Linked DNA regions of Rattus norvegicus: region 2 is linked to region 1. Evidence: chromatin contacts called from public Hi-C data. All regions are on one chromosome and are shown on one strand. Each heading gives the region's core, a stretch centred on a gene start, on an enhancer-like site or on the middle of the called end of the contact. The rest is flanking DNA. Distances are from core to core; before and after follow the strand shown.

Region 1 (6,945 bases), core at 1,535-4,034:
ACATGAAACACAACATCCAGGACTCTTTTGAAACTGAAAACCAAGAGCAGTTTGAGGTAACCCTGTCACCCCAGTAGCAGTGAGGGTTGTCTGCCCAGGCCCTCTCTACACTTGGAAAGTAAATTTCCCTCATTGACATTTGGGGGGGGGGTGTTTTTTAAAGATTAAGGCAACTTTAACCTAAGAGAAGTAAAAAATAGGCTTTTCCAGAGTTTAGGAACATTCGTGTAAACCAGAGTTTAAATGCCCCAAAAACAATGGGAACTCACAAGTTAATGTCCCTGTATAGGCATTTTAATTTGCCACAGTCACTGCCAATAAAATCAGCATGTAGTCAGATTCGACTGTTTAATTGTACAAGGTAGGCTGTTTTTATTAGTAATAGAAAGCAGGATGGACATTTTAAATTTTCGTGGAAGATATTTCATGGAGGAAATACAGAGGGGCCTTGGTCTAGATGGGTTGTGCCAAGCAATAGGGTTGCACTTTCTTGATGTCCATGGGCACAAGGAGACAAAGTCAAGCACACTTGTCTGGTTATGTAATTAATTAATGTCTGAATCAGCTGAATATAGGGACAAGGACCTGCTCCGTGCTACTGATATGTGTGTGTATATATACATATGCATACACACACATATATATGTATGTATGTATGTGTGTGTGTGTGTGTGTGTGTGTGTGTGTGCTGCTTTCTCCTCCATACCTGGCATAGGTCAGGAGGAAAAGGTAGGGCAAATCCCATTGAAATTGAAACCAGGGTAGAAAACTAATCTTTAGAAAAGATTAAAATCTGAATCATTCCCCGGATAAAAATTAGATGCTTCATATAAAAAGTTGAAACCAATTTAATTGGAAGATACTATGTGCCTCAGTCTGACCTGTGGTATTTTGTTATCCAGTACAGGAGTTCTCACTGAGGGCCCCTTCCCAAAAGAATTCCCTTCCTGTGAAAACAAAAATGTCTGAATAAACTGATTTGGCTCCACCCAGTTGCTCTGTACTGGGGTGCTAGGGTGGTGACCTCTTCCTTTCCCTTCTCCTCCCTCCCTCCCCCTCCCTCTCCCCCAATGAGGATGCCCCACCCAGGGTCTGCACTGTAGGCCCAAGGTATAATGGGAGGTTGGCTGTGCCTGTGCGTAGGTACTGAGACTGCTGAAAAGGGCTCAGAAGGTCTGCAGGATGTGTGGTGGTGGCAGTTTGAGTAGAATGCCTGGAAAGTACCTACCAAAAGTGATAAACTTGCCTGCCTGCCTGCCAACCAAAGGCTCTGGAGAAACTATCTCCGTCAGTACAATTGATTCCTGGTTCCCTGGGACAAGACAAAACTCAAGCCCGGCCCGCCCGCCGACTACAGCATTCATTGGATGTCACGGATCTGGCTGCCGCAAGAGCTGGAGCGCCACAGCCCAGGCCTACGCAGAAGCCAGGCGCTCGCAGGAGGGAGAACTCTGACGCCCTCTACTAGCTTCAGAACCCACTGAGGTTAGAATGGCTGCAGATCTGAGCTCAGGCACGCGCCCCAGCCGGCGTCGTCCTTGTGCTCTATGGAGCAAGCTTGAAGGAGACACCTGTTGGGCGGGCGCCCCCTCCCGGGCCAGCTCACACCTGACCCCTACGAGTCCCAAGCGCCACCCATTGACGCTCCTTCACATCCAGTGTACCAGAGCCCTCCCTGGCCACCCAGGACCCTCACTTGGGGAAAAGGGAGCAGGTGCGAGCAAAAAAAGTTTAAAGGCTGGGTCCCTCGGGCCCTCAGGACCCGCGAGTCAACTACCGGACTTCGGGTGACCTGAACCACCACACGATTGGCCCATATCCCTTCGAGAAGTGGCAGTGGATACTCTAGCAAAGTCAGTCAGTTCTCCTGGCAGGAGCCTCCCCCAAATTCGAACACGCATTCAACTTAACCAAAGAAAACAAAAACTCTTTGGGGACCAGAAGGGCGTTTTTTGAAGCGAGTCACTCACTGACAGTGTTCCAGACGCTAACAGACATGATGTTCCTAACACCGCCTGAAATCTTCTCTGTGGACTTGGGTAGAAACCTCATCTCGGGGCCTCCCACAGCTTCAAACCGAAACGCTCAGATTCCGGGTGGATGCTTGGCAGCCCAGGCGCCAGGAGCAGGAGACCAGACGCGAGGCCAATTGGGCAGCCTTAGCCTTGAGGACAGGCGGACAGAGGACTGTAGAAGTGGGACGGCCCGGCAACTCTGCAGGTGTCTCCACACTGCCCTCCAGCTCCCTGCGGCGTCTGCACTGGACACGGGATGCGACCTGGGCCGCTATCTTCTGGGTGGCAGGGTGTCCGATCCGTACGTTCCCCCAGGTGGATCGGACCTGGCCCGACTGCAGGAGGCCTTTGCTCGACCAGAGCTAGTCCAGCAAGAGCGCCGGCAGTGCCCGGATAGGGCCCCGGGAGGTGGCTGGGCCGAGGCGGGAGCCGGCGGCCGGGTGCGAGGACGTGGCTGAGAGGACGTGCCAGTGGGAGGGGGTGAGCGCTACGCCCAGTTTGGCCAGGCCGGGCTTCAACGCTGCCGGCTGCGGGCCGGGGCGGGAGCGGAGAGAGGCGGCTGCGCGACAAAAGCCTGCACGTCCCTCCCTCCAGCCTCTGGCTGCCACTCCTCCGCCTTCCCCTCCACTTCCCTCCCCTCCGCTCTCTGCCCCTCCCCCGGCCTCTGCGGGGCTTCGGCGGCGGGCGGAGCAGGGGAGGGGCGGGCACCAGAATATGCAGATGAGGGTGTGACGGACAGCTCGGCGTTCCAATGTCCCTCGGAAACTCGAGCGCTCCTTCCTCAACTCCTCACTCCTGACTGCAGACTCCCCCAAATCCCGACCGCCGGCCTGGCGCGCGGCTGCGCCCACCGGCTCCGCTCTGCTGCCGCCGCCGCCGCCCCACCGATCCGCCAGCCCCGCGCCCAGCTAGCGCCCTCCAGTCCAGCCTGCCCCGACCCACGGCCCCGGTGCGCCCCGGCCGGGCGTGGATGGAGGGCGCCGCGCGCGCTGCCCGCTGCTCCGTGTGACGCGGGCCCTGCGCCCGGCGCCCACCATGTCCTACCCGCAGGGCTACCTGTACCAAGCGCCCGGCTCGCTGGCGCTCTACTCGTGCCCCGCGTACGGCGCGTCCGCGCTGGCGGCGCCGCGCAGCGAAGAGCTGGCGCGCTCGGCTTCGGGCTCCGCGTTCAGTCCGTACCCCGGCTCAGCGGCCTTCACAGCGCAGGCGGCCACCGGCTTCGGCAGCCCGCTGCAGTACTCGGCCGACGCTGCCGCCGCCGCCGCTGCCGGCTTCCCGTCCTACATGGTAACCGCTTTGGGGTGGGGGCTGGGGAGACCGGGACCGGGGTGTAGGTTTAGCCGGGTGCTAGGAACGGGACGCGGGCGGCGGCTCCAAAGTCACCAGCACCCGCTGCCGCACTAAACAAGAGATGGGACTGACCGGCAGAGCTCGTAGGCTGATTTCCCTTGAGCCCGGGCGAAGTGCTACTCTACCCGTGCCTGGGCCACGAGTTAGCTCTAATTCGCGCTTGCGGATTGCTGGGGCTGAGAAATCGGTCGTCTGATCTCCGCGTGGTTCCGAGCCGAGGGCCATCGCTGCCCAGGCCTCTAGGGCCAATGCTGCCAGGTTTGGGTTTCTTGGCCTGACTGGTACTGGCGGGGTCATGGGGTGTGTAGGGGGGGGGGTGTGCGCGTGAGCCTGTGGCTGCTGCCCTAGACCCAGGCCGAAGCTCTGTAGTCTTGGCCTTTCTCTGTCTCGCCAACCCGGCTTTCAGGAAAAAAAAAAATATTAAAAATGTGTTAACGGGTTTGGGACCCGCTAAATGCTGCCAGAGTTCGTACTTGGCCTATGGGCTCCAGCTCCAGAGATCCGGGATCTGCCTGAGTATCTCTTGAGTCCTGAGAATGGGCCCTGCCAATGCTGGTCCTGGCAGTTTTGGGGGCGTGTGAAGACATTGTGTATGGGGGGAGGGGGTCTGCTCTAGGTGGAATTCCCTGGGTAGGAACCAGGCCTTGGGAGAAGGTTACCAACGTGTGGTAGTTAAACGTTAGAGGATGAATTAAAATGCTAATTACTACGTAGTTGAAGAATTGGAAACGCTGACTGGCTTCTGAGTTGCAAATTGGATTTACACTGCTTCAGAGGGTGAATAGCGGAGTGGGGTTGCGAAGTATCTTTTTAAAGCTACATAAAGGAGGGGAGGGGGGAGGAGCAGCGCGGCAAGCCTCAGATGAAATTTAGATATAAAAAAGCTACTTGCAGAACTGCGGGACTATCCAAAAATTATGTTCGTTAGACATTTTTCGCGCTACTCGGGAAACTATGCCGTTTCAGAAAAAAATAAGGTGTTAAAACAAAATTCTAGAATCAAATAGCAATAGTTTTGTTTTTCAACAGCGAGCCTTGTGTTTCTCTGATTCTCTGACTGATGAAAGGTTTCCAACCCAGAGAAACCTAGCAGGAGAGGCAGCAGGGGGCCAACGGAGGGTCGCCTTGAGGGTGACGCCTGAGGGCCCCATGCACCCTTCACTCACAGGCTGTTGTGGGTTCCAGGGCTCGCCATACGACACGCACACCACCGGAATGACTGGCGCCATCAGTTATCACCCATATGGCAGCGCGGCCTACCCATACCAGCTTAACGACCCCGCGTACCGCAAGAACGCCACGCGGGACGCCACTGCCACACTGAAAGCCTGGCTCAACGAACACCGCAAGAACCCGTACCCCACCAAGGGAGAGAAGATCATGCTGGCCATCATCACCAAGATGACCCTCACGCAGGTTTCCACCTGGTTCGCCAACGCGCGCCGGCGCCTCAAGAAGGAGAACAAAATGACCTGGGCCCCGAGGAACAAAAGCGAAGACGAGGACGAGGACGAGGGAGATGCTTCCAGAAGCAAGGAGGAGAATCCAGACAAGGCACAGGACGGCACAGAGACCTCCGCGGAGGACGAAGGTGAGCAGGGCAGCAGTCGGTGCGAAGGCTCAGGGAGCTTTCTTCCCAGGCGGGCTGAGGTTTGGGGCAAACACTACGCACCTGTCACTCAAGGAGACCTAGGCCTAGCAAATGGATTTGGGTTGGGGAGTCACCGGGTTTTGCGGAGATGCTGGGCCACGTTTAATGCTGCCTCGGGTGAGGTGCGGAGTCATGGGAAGGCCGGTGCAGAATGTAGGGAGGATGGGAGTGCGGTGTTCCCGCTGGCCCAACTTTCTGCCCACCGTCCTCGCGTCCCCACAGGGATCAGTCTACACGTCGACTCGCTCACCGACCACTCGTGCTCGGCGGAGTCAGATGGGGAGAAATTGCCCTGCCGCGCCGGGGATCCCTTGTGCGAATCGGGCTCTGAGTGTAAGGACAAGTTTGAGGACCTGGAGGATGAGGAGGACGATGAAGACGAGTGCGAGCGGGATCTGGTGCCGCCCAAGCCCGTAACCTCCTCGCCCCTCACCGGCGTGGAGGCACCCCTGCTGAGCCCGGCGCCCGAAGCCGCGCCGCGCGGTGGTAGCGGTGGCAAGACGCCCCTAGGCAGCCGGACGTCGCCTGGAGCGCCGCCGCCTGCCAGCAAGCCCAAGCTGTGGTCGCTGGCCGAGATAGCCACGTCGGACCTCAAGCAACCAAGCTTGGGCCCAGGGTGCGGGCCTCCGGGTCTGCCCGCTGCCGCCGCGCCTGCCTCGTCTGGGGCCCCTCCGGGAGGCTCGCCCTACTCTGCTTCGCCGCTGCTGGGCCGCCACCTCTATTACACGTCCCCTTTCTATGGCAACTACACAAACTACGGGAACTTAAACGCAGCGCTCCAAGGCCAGGGCCTTCTGCGGTACAATACCGCGGCCTCCTCACCAGGCGAGACACTGCACGCCATCCCAAAGGCGGCCAGCGACGCGGGCAAGGCGGGCTCGCATTCGCTGGAGTCCCACTACAGGCCTCCGGGCGGCGGCTACGAGCCCAAGAAAGGTAGGCTGCCTGAGGCCCGCGGGGAGGGATCCTGGTGAATCAGAACTAGCTAGAAACCTGGGAATGGGCACCGGGGGTGTGAGACCTTTGGCAAACTTAGCCTTTTCTCAGACCCAGAATTTGGGAGGCCAGTGTGGGGAGGCCGGTTGAAGAGTGAAGGCAAAAAAGGGCTAGCCCTATTTTTAGGTCTATCCTGCTTTATTTACTCTTTATTTAATTTACTGTTAATATTATAATTGTAACTATTTTGTTTTGGCAAACTTATTGGCAGGAAATGCAATCTGTCCTTGATCCCTGGTGGGTGTAGTCTTTCTTCTGTGGTGTTGGTTAAAAGTGGACCTTAGTGGGATTCTGTCTGCCTTTGGCTCAAGGAGAGCACAGGTTCCAGGAACTCTCTCAGAACTCTTGGAGGCCTAATTTTCTTACACTACCTCCATTGTTCCTAACTCTGTATCCTTGAGACTGGGGCTCAAGGAGAGGAAGAAAGGAAAGAGCATAAGTAAAATGGATCTTAGATTCCCTGGGATGTCCCTTGCAGGGTAAGAGCTGGTAGGTACTTAGCTGCCAGGGGCTGTAGGCTGTTCTCACTAACTGCCCCTCCCCTGACAGATGCCAGTGAGGGCTGTGCAGTTGTTGGTGCAGGCGTCCAGCCCTACCTATAGGAGGGCCAAGCTCAGCAGTGCAAGTAAGTGGGTTCCCTCTGCGGCATCCAGTCCCAAGCCCTTGTCCTGTACAGTGTGGTGTGGTTTTGCCTCTTGGGGCTGGAGAATAGAGTCTGGGTTTCTTCTAGCCTCTTTGCCTTCTGTGTTATAGTTTTCTTTTTCTTTTCTGCTCAAGTTCTGCTTTGGAGAATCACTTCTCTAAACAGAGTATACACACACACACACACACACACACACACACACACACCCGCACACGCACATGCACACACACACATCCTACCACTGTGTTGTTGGTTGATGATGGTTTAAAAAATTTGGGCATCTCTGTGTG
Region 2 (6,945 bases), core at 1,573-4,072, 630 kb before region 1:
GTTCACTCACGCTTCGAGGTCTGTAGTGGTGACAGGTAATTGAAAATTTAATCCTGGCCATCCTCAGTAACAATGACAAAACACATTTTAAAAAAATACAAAAGGAGAGCTTATCCGGTAAAATATTAACATCAGGCCCTGGAGCCACAGGCTGCAGCTCAGGGGAACCGGTTCAGTTTCCTGGGCCTCTTCTTGGTTACTTTATCTCTTAAGTTTGACTTTGATCTGCAGCCGAGCAAACAGAAACTGTTTGCAGGCATTTAGAGGCCATGATTTATTTGCAATCAATATTCTTTTTATCATCAGTAGTAAAACACAGCAAGTCAAATTATCCCATCAGGTTTTTTGGTAAATAACATTTTATCTTTCTAACAGCCTCATTAGGCCTCATTATTACCATAAATTGCCCAGACAGACGTTCACTCACAATTTTATCTTTTGGGTTCCAAATACCGGATCCTAAAGGTTAGAAAGCTAGGCCTCTTCTGAGGGTTTGGATTTAGCTTTACTTTCCAAGAACCCGGTAGGAGACCTGGAGGTAACACAAACATCTTAGGGGAGGAATTTTATTTTCCCTTTAGTTTAAAGAGAAAACAAAATTAAACAACAACACAAACCTCCTACCGACCTTCCATACCTCACCACAATGGCAGCAGACCCCCTCCCCCACAAGCACAGAGGCAGGATTCCCAAATGGCTCACATCTGTATTCAAATTTTCAGTTAAAAATATTCGTAAAAATAATAAATAAATCACCTTTCGTCTTCCATTTTAAAAAGGATCCAGTTACCAGGTTAACAAAAACGAAGTCGGAACCCTAAAAAAGTTACTAAAAGCTTGTTTCTTTGACTAATTAATTTAGTGACCGAGGCCGCGCCTCAGAGACTTCTGTGGCCCGAATTCGTTTGAACCTCGCCATTGTAAAATGTACGTTTCGCCTTTTAAAATTATTTTAGTTGTAATAGTAAAGGAGAAATTTCGGCCTCGTCTCTGTTGGGAATTGTTTTCGAAAGGGCACCTTGTAAATCTCTCATCGCTCCCGGGGCATACTGGCTGTCTGAACAAAATGGGGGGTTGATCTTCCTGGTTGGGAAGCACCCGAAAGGCAGCTGGCCGGCCGACCACTAAGAAATAGGCTTTCTTTCTAAACTACAAGAAAAGTTCGGGAAATCGCGCTAGCCGCTTTGCTCCTGCACAATCCATCCTTTAAGGGGATCTGGTCTGGTCTGTTTTCCCAGGGACTGGATAATTCGGGGTTCTTGGAAATTGCCCTATCCAGAAGATAGCAGGGCGGCAGGGGACTGCCTCCCAAAATCCCGCGCCCGCCTTGCACTTTGCCAGCGGCCTCAAGTTTAAGCAGTCCGACCTTTCAGTCAAACCAAGAAAAATTGATCGGTGGAAAGGACAGACTGGCCAATACTCCTGTGGAGAATTAAATTCACACACACACACACACACACACACACACACACACACACACACACACCCATCTGACACCCACTGGGACAGGAGATGGGAAAGCACCATTTATTTTAATCACTGGGACACTGTTCCTTTAACTCTCCCTTATGTAACGCGGGAAGAAAAGTGCTTTTCTTTCGGCTCAAATGAAAAGGAAAGTTTGGCAACTTACGAAAGTAAAAGCAAACACCGTTTCGGTAACCAGAATTTATGTCAACTTAGTATTTCTTAACCGGGATCCCGATCCCTATGGTGCCTACACACGCCATTAAGAGACCTCTCTGCTCCGCGGACGTCTATTGTTTGTTGGGATGTTTTTGACGGACTCCGCTAGATTTAACCGGTTCCCTTTGGCAAAGTTCAGGGCAACTACCTCTGCTCTGCCAAAGAGGGAGAAGGAAGGTCTTCTGGGCCCAAGAGAAAGCTCTTGCAGCGCTCAGGCGAGGCCAGCCGCCAGGCCAGAGCAGTGTGACTAAAGCGGCCCTGGCTGCGGGGGCCCGGCGGGCCTGCCCTGTCGCACAGAGGCGCCTGGCGGTTTTGCCCGGACCTCCAGCGCCTGCCGCGCTCTCAGGCCTGCTCTCGGGTTTCTCTCTACTAGCGCACAACCCTTTCAGGATCGGGTCTTCAACCCCCAAGACTGCAGTGGTCACTGCCTGTGCCTCTGGGCATTCCCCAGTCCCGGGGGAACGAGGTCTCCGCCACCGGATCCCCTGTGCAGGACCCCTTTTGCTCTTTTTTCCAGACACTGCCTGCGGGTCCTCTGTTTCTCTGCTCGGCCAACCGCTCCCGCTGTCCCTGGGCGCCGTGATCTCCCGTGGGTGCGGGTCAGGAGGACGCGCGGGAGGCGGGAGCACTCACCATCTGTGAGAAGAGGCTGAGGTCCGCGGCATAGGGCAGAAAGGCGCTGTAGTTGGGTGCGCCCGCGTACGGTCCCGCCGCGGCATACATGCCCAGCACCGAGGTGACCGCGGCCGCTCCGGCGCCCGCTCCCAGCTCTGCAGTCCCCGGCCGACCCGACGAGGCGGCGGCTGCAGCAGCCGCGGCCGCAGCCAGCATCCCAGGGCGCTCTCCACCGTAGGCGCCCGGGCCCGCGGCGCTTAGGTATTGCGGGTAGCCCAGCTGCGGGAAGGACATGTCCGCGGGCTTGGCGGTGGTGGAGGGCACCCTAACTGCGCGGGCAAAGAGACTGGCTGTCGATCCGAGGAGGCGCGGCTCTGGGGCTGCGGGCGGCGGGCCGGGCGCGCTCCGGCCGGCCCGGGGGCGGGGGCCGCTCGCTGTTCCTCAGCCCAGTGCTGGTTGGCGGCGCCCGGCTGCGCCCGGATCCGAGATCGCGCGCCGACTGCGGCGGCCGCCCTCCGCTCGGCGGCCGGGCTCTCAGACACAATTTGAAGTTGATGCTTTGATTGGCATCCCCTTGAGCACAGGCCCCGCCCCTGGCTCCCCTCCCGCCCCCTCCCTGCCTCCAGCCCGCCCTCGCTGGCCGCTCCCGCCCCTCACGGCGAGCACGTGGTGCCCCGCGCCCGCCGGGCCACCTCCTCCTCCGGTGGGCGCGCGCGGCCCGTCTGCTGGTTTAGGTCCGGAGGCCTCAGGCTTCATCCCAACCAGCCCCCGCGGCTTTTGACAACCTGTCGACACCGGTTTACAGCTGTCTGACACCCGGTTTTGCATCCGAGATCTGTTCCCCCACCTCCTTTTAACAAAAGCAACTCCGGGATTGCGTTTCCACAGCTGGGGTGGCAGGGAGAGAGGCCTGGGGCCAGGGGACAGTCTATAGCGAGCAGCCTCTCCTCTGTGGCTGGCGTTGCAACACCTCCGTGGGACATATTTGGCTGAAGTGTTCGGATAAATCAACGCTTGGCTCGACACCTCTGATACAGGGTGCTTCGTCTCCCTGGCCCCACTTGCTATTAACAGATCCTCTGGAAATCGCTGACCCCCTTGCTCTTGGGGAAGCGGGATGTGGCCGTGCTCTGTCGGTTCCTCCAAATATAAAAACTTCGAAAACGGGCAAGCCAGCCGAGAAATCACTGTCTAGTAGCGGAGAGATCCTAGAGGGAGGGGAAAGGAAGTGTAGGAAGGAACGGACCTTCGCAAGGTAAAGGGAGGATTGAATCTTGCCGATAGTTACATCTTTGTTCCAGCTTTGGAGAAGCCTGCATGGCCTGGGTGCCCGCGTTTATCCACTAGGTGTGCAGACTGGGAGCGCCAACTTGTGTGGAGCTCAGGTACCTGAGGCCTGAGGCGGCGCTGCGACTAGCCAGTAGGACAGGACAGCCATCAGTCCGCTGGCCTTGAGCTCCCCACCCCTGACTCCTCTGCCCAGTTTCTATCTCAGAGGCAGGGAGAATGAGAACTAGACAGTGTGAAAGCCAGCAGCAGTTATGTGGCCTAGGACAGGAGGCTGGCTGCTCTGTTCTCCGGGCAGACTTGGAATGTACCTTCCTCTCTTATACAGCAGGGCCAGCCAGAGAAAGATGCTTCTGTGCTGGGTTCCCTAGATTGCTATTGGAAGTTCAGAACTGCTAGTGCCACATTTCTTGCTGCTGCCTATAATGTGGCATATGTCTGAGAGTGTCACATCACATCATCATTCAATCATGCAGAGAGCTTCACCCTCAGAGTCTAATGCCAGACTTAGAGAATTAAGAGGTACAGGGGCAGGCTTGACAGAGAGCCCCAACATGCACACTGAAATGCTGTTTTTAGTGCCATCAGGACCCTGGACACCAGCTAAAGCCCACTTGCTTGCCTGGAGTTCCAAACTCCTGCAACATCAGAAAGTCCTCCTCCCTATAGGTCTTGAAATCAGACACTGAAGGTTGCCTGTAATTAGCCACAATACAACTGGTAAAAGTAGTTACTAATTACCAGCAGGAAAATCAGGCTTCATTTCTCTCCTCTGGTTCAGGGCTTCTTACTTGTTCAGGCTGTTCACTCCATAAGAGCCTACATACTTCATACCTCCCAACCCCCAGGAACCTCAGGAACTGCTTTTCTGCTTGGATTTAGTCTGGAGGTTACCCTGAGGGAACTCCCTGATGTTCTAGCTTATGAAGTTCCTAATCATGACCTCTTCCCGGTTCCCAGCTCGGCAGCCATCTTGTAACCAGAATCTTAGGATCCTATCTTACATCCTCCAAACAAATACATCACTTCATTCTAGTGAATAGCGGACCTGACCATTGTTCTTGCTCAGTGAACCACTCACTTCAGGTGACAGGTAAAGGCAGGAAAGATAAGACCTGAGCAAGGAGGTGGGAAGTCTTCCAAATACATCTCCCTGCCAGTATGCAGTGGCAGAGGGTCACCAGCCTGTCATCACTCCCCACAACTGCTTGCTTGACTTGCAGGTGTTGGGTCACTTGCCTTAGGTCTATTAGACCTCTTAGGAAGGGGATTGGGGAGGAACTGGGGGTAATTTATTCTCACCCCCCACTGGACCAGCAGTGTGACTTCTCCCTCTATGTAGGTTGACTGCACCAAAGACAGGAAATGGGTGGAAACTACAAGATAATTTGAGAGATGCGGCTGGGCAGACTGGATGGCAGCAAGGGTATGGACTAGGTTGGTGAGGTGTAGGAAAGTTAACTGCTCTTTGCTATAGATCAAGCTGCAAGAAAGACACTTGTGCTTAAACCCAGTTCTGGAAGGGGCTAGTAGAGCCTCCTTTCTTTCTCCTTGGCTCCTCACCCAGAAGCTTGAACCTCTAGTAGTGGGGAGCAACAGGGAGGTGAAGACAGCAACGTAGGGAACACAAGAACAGTCATAAAATTACCCACAAATCTCCAGCTGGAGGGGATGCCTGAGCAGAAGCTGGAAATTCTCATGTCTCTGGAAAATTGGGGCCAAGATGTTGATGGCATCTGTAATATGCGGGAGGAAGGTTTCCAGTCTGAAAGAGCTATAGGGCTCTTGTGCTAACATCCTTGTTGGGGGGGGGGGGCATTCATTGCCTTTTTTGGACAGAATGTGGAGCAATAGACAATAGAGAGCCTCTGGGAAGGTCATGGAGTTTGCTTACCCACACCACCAGAAACCATAGATCCCTCCACCGGAAACCTTCCCTGCAACCCCAAGCAACCTTCCCTGACTCCACAGAGATGGTGAGAGGCTCTGACGAGAGTATATTTTCTAGGAGTCAACACTGGCTATCAAGGCAAAGCAAGCAGTCAAAATTCAGACTTAGGAATCTGTACAAGTTGGGCCAAGCCTGTATCTAGTGGACTCCCTGGTCAGGTCTGGTAGCCACAGAGCTGTAAACCAAGCACAGAGCAAAGGACTGGGTCTCTCTGGCAGATTAACTGAACTTGGGTTCTGCCCTTTTGAGGCAGAAGTGAACAGGAATGTCTGTGGAGCGAGGGGGTGGGGAAGAACAGGCACTGAGGAGAGGGATTGAGGATGGGGTTTCCTAAGGTGCCCCCCAGGATCAGACTGGTTTTTAAGAGGATCTTAAGGTATGGTGGAAGCATGTTCTTCGGGGACAGTTTTCTACAAGAAAGAGAGTTGGGTTTTATGCTGCCTTCGCAGTCTTCTTGTTGTGGGTACTCTGCTTTCTCTCACTGCCCATCTTCCAGGGATTTATTAAGTTAAGGTTGATATCAAGCTAGTAACGCCCCAGCTTACAATTTTTTTCTTCAAAAATCGCCACCCACTGATTGCCAGAGTATGCTGTTGGGGTACTGCCATGGTCTGAAGTTATTTTAGGAACATTCGGGTGGTGGCTTCATTATCAGAACAGAAAAGCTGCCGGTGCAGATAACAGGAATAGGTCTCTGGGGATGGGAACAGCAATGCCATGTCTGGGCTAACCTGGCCAAAGCTACAAGGACTTAGTACCAGACTTGTGCCCGATTTACATCTCTTTTTTTATGTACATTTAGAACTTTGCAACTTCCTCCAGTAGGGCCAGATTGTATCCTCAGCCTATCAAATGCTGAGAACTGCAAGAGGGCTTGTAGCTGCAACCTTAACCCTCACGGTGGCATCCCCCACCCCCGTGGTCCAGGGCCCCCTAATCCGGGTCTCCTACTATGCCTTGCAGCACCAAACCAGGGCTCCTAGGAGAAGCTGGAGATTTTGATAACTGCAAACCAGAGTCTCACACAGCTGTGGCACACAGCGAGTTCCCAGATAGGTTTAGAGCTGCCAAGACTGTGGCAGGAGACGAGACGAGTGGCCATTCCTGCGGAATAAATGGCCAAATCTGCACCAGTGACTCCATAGAAACCTTGAAGGAAATGCTGCAAAAGAAAGGACTCAGATCGCTCACCACATGAGGAGGAAACCCTGAGTGGCAGGAATCGCCACTAGCTACTGAGCCCAGCGGGCGGGTCTGTGTTGAGGGTTTGCTAGAGAACGGAGTTGTTCAGTTGCCTGCAGATCCAGGCCTGAAAATCGCAGGGGACTAAGGACTGCGGTGTGGATCTCTGTGGTTCAGTCTAGAGAAACAAGATATCGGTATCCTCGGAATCGCAGGATGGAGAT

Evidence for each region. Hi-C and Micro-C count contacts between places; a contact is called where the count stands out from the background.
Region 2: a Hi-C map of kidney shows a contact between it and region 1, with 7 times the contacts expected there. The contact joins the promoter of Irx1 here to the promoter of Irx2 in region 1. A contact is called at or near these places in 7 of 12 Hi-C or Micro-C datasets (frontal cortex, kidney, liver and 2 more) and 1 of 1 datasets of contacts at active chromatin or transcription factors (oligodendrocytes).

Annotation. Positions count from the first base shown.
Region 1 is chr1:32,490,769-32,497,713 of GRCr8, reverse strand. Irx2 (iroquois homeobox 2) reads left to right here and starts at 2,784. Exons shown (of 5, transcript NM_001039505.3): 1 at 2,784-3,302; 2 at 4,551-4,956; 3 at 5,239-5,952; 4 at 6,562-6,637. The coding sequence starts at 3,051. The coding sequence ends at 6,614.
Region 2 is chr1:33,118,999-33,125,943 of GRCr8, reverse strand. It overlaps Irx1 (iroquois homeobox 1), which reads right to left and starts at 2,822. Exons shown (of 4, transcript NM_001107331.2): 1 at 2,320-2,822. The coding sequence starts at 2,595.